Regions from separate parts of the Ovis aries genome. Here region 2 is linked to region 1. Evidence: chromatin contacts called from public Hi-C data. All regions are on one chromosome and are shown on one strand. Each heading gives the region's core, a stretch centred on a gene start, on an enhancer-like site or on the middle of the called end of the contact. The rest is flanking DNA. Distances are from core to core; before and after follow the strand shown. Region 1 overlaps PRKACB (protein kinase cAMP-activated catalytic subunit beta). Region 2 has its middle 41 kb from the start of DNASE2B.

What was found. A called contact is a pair of places that touch in the nucleus more often than the background predicts.
Region 2: a Hi-C map of liver shows a contact between it and region 1, with 9 times the contacts expected there. The contact joins two enhancer-like sites. A contact is called at or near these places in 12 of 16 Hi-C or Micro-C datasets (blood, hypothalamus, liver and 6 more).

The regions. Positions count from the first base shown.
Region 1 is chr1:61,159,581-61,163,630 of ARS-UI_Ramb_v3.0, forward strand. The region is part of intron 1 of PRKACB (protein kinase cAMP-activated catalytic subunit beta); the gene reads left to right. Among named protein-coding and RNA genes, the nearest start is that of PRKACB, 61 kb to the left of the region's middle. Within about 2 kb of position 2,256, at least 2 of the 54 cell types and tissues checked have an H3K27ac peak or open chromatin away from gene starts, as enhancers often do. A contact at or near this core is called in liver, where this site is marked.
Region 2 is chr1:61,468,972-61,473,021 of ARS-UI_Ramb_v3.0, forward strand. No RefSeq gene overlaps it. Among named protein-coding and RNA genes, the nearest start is that of DNASE2B, 41 kb to the left of the region's middle. Within about 2 kb of position 1,715, at least 6 of the 54 cell types and tissues checked have an H3K27ac peak or open chromatin away from gene starts, as enhancers often do. A contact at or near this core is called in liver, where this site is marked.

The sequences.
Region 1 (4,050 bases), core at 1,006-3,505:
AGGAAATTCAAAAGGGAGGGGACATATGTTAATATATGGCTGATTCATGTTGATATTTGGCAGAAAACAATTAAGTTCTCTAAATGAATTATCCTCCTAATAAAATAAGATCATAAAAATTAAATAAAAGAATCCTCTATTTTATGCAGCCTTCCTTAATCTGATGTCAAAATCATGCAACGACTGTACATAAAAATAAAAATGGATATATAAAACAATATAGCTTATAAACATATACCAATCTTTAATAAAATATTAGTAAATTGAATTCAGCAGTTTAGAAAAAGAATAGTACATCAAGACCAAAAGGTGTTTATGTTGGGAATTCAAGTCTGGTTTAATATTTGAAAATTAGTAACTGTGATCTACCATATTAGCAGACTAAAGAAGACTAAAGCCATATGATCAAACCAAGAAATGTGAAAAAGCATTTGATAAAATTCATCCTTTTTATATAAAAGCATTCAGCTTCTAGGAATAAAAGTGAAGTTCTTTATCTCAGTATGGAGTATCTACAAAAATTTCTGCAGCTGACATCAAAATTAATGATGAGAAACTGAACCCTTTGTTCCTAAGATTGGGAATAAGGCAAGAATGTTCAGTCTTACCACTTGTTTAATGTGTTCCTGGAAGTCCTAGCCAGTGCAGTATCACAAGAAAAGTAAATAACAAAGGAATTAAAAAGGAAAAATAAACCAAACTGCATCTGTTCAAAGGTAACAATTTTCTACAAAGAAAATCTCAAGCAATCTACAAAAAGGAAAGATTCCTAAAGCTTAAGTGAGTTTAGCCAAGTTCCAGTACACAAGGTTAGCATACAAAAATAAGTCATATTTCTATATACTAGCAATGAACAGTTTCAAACATCTCTCAAAGTACCACTTATAATAGCTCCAATTAAAGAACAGTAAGTACTTAGGTATAAGACTGACAAAGTATGTACAGGATCTGTATGCTGAAAAGTATAAAACATTGATGAAGGAAATCAAAGGCCCTGAAAAATGAGATACGATATGATCATGGATTGAAAGACTCAAGCTATTGTTATCATTTCTCTCAATAATCAGTCTCAATTAAGTTCTAGCAACATTATTTTTGTAGACATGGACAAACTTTTAAAATTTATATAGAGAAGTTAAGAAACTATAATAGCCAAAACAATTTGTAAAACAATGTTGAAAGATTCATACAACCAGTTTGAAGACTTAAAAGATACGTACGGTACTCAACACAGTATGCCAGTGATGAAAGAACTGGCACAGAGATCAGTAGAACAATGTAGAAAATCTAGAATAGACCTACACAGTTAATGGTTAACTGATTTTTGACAAAGGTGCCAAGGCAATTTGATTGTAAATGGATATATAAATTGTGGTAAATCCATACAGTGGAGTACTAGTCAATAAAAAATTAGTAAGCTATTGAAAAACACTACGTGGATGAACCTCAGTTGCACGCTGTGCTAAATGCACTCAGCCAGTCTTAAATAGTTGAATTCACTTATAAAAGGTATGAATCCATTTTGGGAAAGGCAAAACTATTACTCTAAAACCTTTATTTGTATAGCAGGGGTCATGGTCATATCATTTGCCCTCTGCCTGCAGTAGGTGTATTATTTACATGTCAAATATGCTTCCATGTTTGTTTGTTTGTTTAAATTTAACCTTCAAACTCTAAAGTATATAGTTCTATTTGGTCCCAATATGATTATAAACATAAATGTGGACAGTGAAATTGCGTGGCTATAAGGTAACCATCTGAATGAACATTTTCTCGTGGCAGAATCTCAGACTCTGGAAACTATTTCCATCTCCTACTAGCCGTTAATCTTTACTTCCCTACCCTTGTTTGAAGTGGGAATCATTATTATCAGTACAAATAGCCTTGATCTAGGAGGCGGAAGACATAGGTGACTTTTGGCAAGTCACTTAATATTTATGTTTGTTTTCTAATCTTAAAATAAGGATAATAATACCTGTCCTGTTTGCTTCTTTTGAAATCAGTGGAAACATTTTATATGTTGTAAAATGTTTTTGTAAATGTAAGGTATCATCATTGCTATTATTAAACATCAGAAATAAAGCAATATTTTGTGATATGGCAATCAAAGGAGGTTCAACTCTGAAAATTATTATGAATTTTAGAATTAATGCAGAATGAATAATAAAGATTTTATAACTTCTAGGTTGATTACTCTCTAGTTTCATTATCATAGTGAAAGTGAAAGTGTTAGTCGCTTAGTCATGTCAGATTCTTTGTGACCCCATGATCTGTCCATGGGATTCTCCAGGCGAGAATGCTGGGGTGGTTTGCCTTCTCTTCTCCAGGAGATCTTCCCGACCCAGGGATCAAACCCAGGTCTCCAGCAATGCAGGCAGATTCTTTACCATCTGAGCTACCAGGGAAGCCCTGGTATAATTTATTATCGTACATTATTTAAACTATTAATACAATATAAGATATGTTGTTACAGCAAGTTTTGGGTAAATGGCTAGACATCTTAGCACAAATTCAGGTTATGAAGATGCTATCAGGGTAACAAGCAAAATACTTCTTAAGATTAATTTGAATTATGAAGAAATTCAGTTTTAGTTAAAGCTGTAGTTATTTCTTTCTAGCAGTAGATGACAGTAGAGTTCTTTGTAGTAAAAATCAAATTGCCTAAGTACTTATATAACAACAGCTTCCTGGTCACATTACCACATATAGAAATACTGCTGTAGGGACTAAAGATTTTACTTTCTATAAGGACTTTGTAACAGATAAAAAAGAGTTTTATTGAAGAAAAAGGATAAATTTTAAATGTTGAAGATTACTCCCTTCTCTGCTTCTTCCACCTCCTCCCCCTCCTTCCTATGGTAATTTTGTTATAAAGTATATACATTGCTTTAAATAAATTAATCTGAGTGTTATAATTAGAAATCTGGAATATTTGTACAAAACTCCAGCAATGTTGGATATGTCTAGCTAGACATGTGTTAAAAACAAATATTTTGGGCTGAAATATTAGAATTAGCTTGTACTTTTGGCAAGGGAATACTGTGAGTGTAATATTTTGGGGAGGTTCATATGTCAGAGATGAGTGATTGCAAGGAGTGGCTAGAAGAAGGGAAAAGAAGTTATTTTAGAAATCCACATTTGCACTAATAAAAATGAAACCCAAAGAATGAATAAAGTTTTGTAACAGATTAAATAGAGAAGTTAAATGACATTACTTCCTTTTCTGTTGTCTCTATATATGAACAGCTAGGTGGTTGTTGGATAATTTACAAATATGATCCTATCATAAATAAAATATTTTCAAGTGTTTGATTCTACTTAGACCTTTAACTTATTACAAATGAATGAATACTTTTATATGTATATTTATTATGGAATATGTGCATTGCACAATTTGAGACATAAATTTATAAACAAATTTTAACATAAAATTCCAAGATTATTGGAAACAGTGGAGAAAGCAGTTTATTTTTCCAGGAAATGTTTGGGAAACATTCCATGAAGAGGTGACATTTTTGCTGAGCCTTGAGGATGAATAGAATTTATCCCAAGAAAGCAAGTGAAAGATTCAGGAATTTTATCCACTTTACACCCGTAAAGAGACAACTCATACTCTATAGATGTTTATTAAAGACTGTAGACACCTGTTGATGGTGTGTTTTGTATAGTCGGTTGTTAATAAAGAAATTATCTATTATATACACACATTTCTCAGAAAGATACAATTTAAGAAATTTGGTCTTGTAGATACTGTTGCCTGTTTGCTTAGATTGATACTAATTTTATTGCACAAAATAAAATGTACACAAATGAGCTCTTATTTGTCAAAATGCATTAGTCAATGTTTTCTTTGTATGGGTGTGTGTGTGTGTGTGTGTGTGTGTGTGTGTGTGTGGTATCCTAATTTGATTACATTATTATTCCTTTTTATTCTGCTTGTCATTGTTTCTATTTATTTTGTTCGTTAAGCAGTAGGCAGGAAATCATAAGATTTTTTGATAGATTACTTTTTTATAATTTATTTTTTAATTGAAGGATAATTGCTTTACA
Region 2 (4,050 bases), core at 465-2,964, 310 kb after region 1:
GTCTGACTCTTTGCAGCCCCATGGACTGTAGCATGCCATGCTCCTCTGTCCCTGGGGATTCTCCAGGCAAGAATACTGGAGTAGGTTGCCATGCCCTCCTCCAGGGGATCTTCAAAACCCAGGGATTGAACCCAGGTCTCCTGCATTGCAGGAGGATTCTTAACCAGCTGAGCTACCAGGGAAGCCCTTCCTAACACTACATAAACACAAAATATAATTGTGTCCCAACTGTACCAAGATTATACCAAAAACATTTAGAAGTAGGGTAAGGGAATTTAGTCGCTTTCCTCTTGTTAATAATGATAGTTTTGCCTTATGTGGATGATATTTCATTGTCTGGTCTCAGTTCTGGACAGTAATACTTATTTGTAGGACAAATGACTAGTTAGGATTAAGGATGTGTGTGTGTCTGCTTATGCAACAGTAATGCATAAACCTAACTTCATAGGAATTAAATTTATTCTTTGACTTCATTAGCACTTCAGTTTGAATCACTGAGTTAACTAGCCACAGATCAAATTAGTTCCAATTGCATTTGAAATGGAGGAATATATTGCTAAAACTGAAAGCTATTCCATTTGCTTTCTTAAAATTCACTACTTTACAATCTTAATGTCACTTGTTAAATTATTTGTTGTCATTTGGAAAGAAAGAAAGATTTACTGGAAACAAGCAGCCATTTTAGAAACTAAGTGGATAAAATGTACACTTTTCATCATATTGAGCTAGATTTCTCTTTATTAGGAATCATGTATATTTCTTAATCATTATTTCTCTCAAAATGCCTACAAAAATATTTTGATTCTGAGCTTCCATTCAGAGCACAAATAAGACAAGGGGAAAGTGAACAAAAGTGGCAAAGTGTTTTATTAGGTCTTACCAGGTTTATTTTGAGGCCATTGCAACCCACTCCAGCATTCTTGCCTGGAGAATCCCCATGGACAGACGGGCCTAGTGGTCTACAGTCCATGGGGTCACAAAGAATCAGACACAACTGAACAACTAAGCACACATCAGGTATATTATTAAATAAGGATAAATGTATATTATAAGCTTTAGTTAAAGCATCATCTGTAATTTTTCCTTATAAAATATGCATAGAAAGAAAAATAAAATGTGCATGGGAAATAAGAGATACAAACTTTTCATCACCAAGTAAGAATTTTAGTAAGTAAATGATCATCAATAGAGACCTAGATTCTTTATTCAGGCTGTAAGCTATTATTATTCTCAGTGAGTGGAGTAATTATTATAAACAATACAATATTTTCAGAAAGAAGTGTCCTTACCTCCTTATCTCCTGTAATGTGTATAGACTTCATACTTACATATATACGTACATACACAAATCTATATACATTCATATATATACATGCGTATCTTACACAGACACATCCACCTATATCTACATACATACACACATACATATATATGTGCACACAGGGTATATATGCACTATGTATGCAGTGCATACATAACCTACATGCAGACACATACGTGTCAAACTAGATCTTTGTGTAAATTATTATATAGATATTTCCTGGTCTTTCAAGGTATTTTCAAACCTATCACATCATTTCCCCTTCAAAATAGAGTGTGAAGTTAATAAAAGAAGAAATCGAGGTACAAAGAGTTAAGTTAGTGTTTTGTCCACAGTCACAGAGCAGAATCCAGATGAAAGCCTGGTCTCCTGACTCCTTTCACAATGCTGCCACCCTTGCTCGATAGGCTTCACTCCAGCTCAGTCTGGGAAGGACACTATGTCCCACTGATATCCTTGTATCAGTTCACTCAAGCAAAAGGTCATTTTAGACAGAAAACTGGTTTGACTGATTTATTCCACCGTGTTGACCAATTTAAATAAAATGAGCAAACCAGTGTGTTTGTGTCTGTGTCACAGCCTAAATACTGGCTCAGTGCTGTTACACTGGCCTCCCCGACCCATTTTCGACCCTGTCCCCTAAATAAACACCTCTCTAATTAGAAAGTGACTGAAAGACAGGGCAGAGAAGATGAAAAGGCAAAAGATGACACCTTCCTAAGCAAACACTATTGAATTACAAAAGCAAAAAAAAAAGTTATTTTTAAAAATTGCAACCACAAGGGAGCAAATGTATCGATCGTATCATTGTTTTTTTCCTCCTCGTTGCTAGGATGTGGTCTATATTAAAGATAGCGGTTACCCTGGTGAAAAGCTTCCCAGAGCAAAGTGGCAGTACTCCCCCTGCTGACCAAGAAGCCCAAGTTATTTTTTGTTTTGTTTTGTTTTTTGTTTTAAAACAACAAAAAAATAGGGCAATTAGACATTGTTAATAAATAGCTTTAGACTTTACCTGCAAAACTGTATTCCAAAGATATTTAAATTTATTTAAAAGACACTGGAAATTTCCTTTCCTGTTCCATATGATGAAACATAAGGCAAATTCTGACTAGGTGCCAGGTTTCTCTCATCTTCAGGCTATTTCTTTGTTTGGTCTCTTCAACTCAGATTGAACCTGGAGATTAAGACTTTCCTCACCTTTATAATTTAAATTCTGAGTTCAATTTGAACTTTTGAAATGTCCAGGGGTAAGAAATTGCTTGTAATATTAACTAGTGATTTTTGAAAATTACTAGTTACTTGTAATGGAGACGAGAGGGAAACAAAGAGAATTCTATAAAGATCCTGATTTTTTTCACCATGGAAATTACTGAAAGCATCTAACATTGAGCTGAAAAGTTGCAGGGATTGGGTGATCAAATTATGGAGGGGCAGGTAAGCTCCACGGAATTTGAAGGGTGTACAACCTATCCAGTTAGCTATTAATATTACCAGAGAGAGTAGAATTTAGGGGAAAGATTTGGAAATGGAGTTACAGATTTAAAAAATCAACTTTTATATATATATTTTTTTATATATATATATATATATATATATATATATATATCACAGTTAAAGTCATGTGTATGGGTGAGATCATCCACAGAGAAAATAAAGAAAAAGAAGAGAAAAGAGCTGACTATGAAAACTTGTAGAACATCACCAACATTTAAAGAATGGGCAGAAAAGGAACCATTAGTAGAAACAGAATCTTCAGAGATTCTGGAGGAAAACTAAAGAAGTGATTATAAGATTGACCAAAGTGGGAGCACATGTCAAGAGGGAATATGTCAACGGTGTCAAAATCCAGAGAGGCCAAGAAGGATCGTCCTTAAAGAAACCATTGGCTTCGCTATGAACCCTGGTGACCCCAAGAGAGCACAGTGGTGGAGGCCAAACTCAATTTTAGTGACAGCTTAAATGGTAGATTATAAAGTAAAAGAAATGAAAATAAACAACACTACCGATACATCTGGCACTGAAGAAGAAGAGAGAGAAAGACAGTGGTGTCCAGAGGAGAGAGTGGGGTAGGGGAAACGTCCGAAGACTTGATTTGAACATGTCTGAAGGTTAATGAAGGGCCAATGAAGAGAGAGAGACAGATGAGAAATGATTGGTCCAGACAGGCTAGTTGGGAGGGGAAAGGATCAAGAGCCCAGGCTGAGTCTTCAAAACGAATAAGAGTACATGTTCTTGGACACCTGGGGAGTTAAGAAAGGATGTACAAACGACTTTTAGATAGCAGTGGGGGTGATGATTTCAGAAGAACGGCAATGAGATGAGGGCTTAAGGAGAATAGTAAAGGTTTTATGCTAGAGCAGTTCTGCAGGAGGAAAGGAAAATCAAACCAACTAAAAGTTTGTGAAAGAATCCCTGGGCAGTATTGAGAGGACAGGGAGACTGGAAATGTAAAGCGAAGGAGATGAGTGTTGGCACAGTTGAATGCTGTTCTACAGCAGCAACAGGTAAACCAAAGGTATGAGAAGGAAAAAAAAAATCTGTAATTGGGCTGATTAAGTGATAGATTACCAAGCAATGCAATAAGTAATATCCTGGTGAGCCTGCTGCAATGAGTTTGGCTGTGGTGTGCAGGAAGAATGTGGAAGGAAATGAAGCTGCGGGCAGAAGGGATGGAACGGGATGTGGAAGGTTGACAGTCTGAGAAGCTGAGATGAGATCCAGAAACCAGG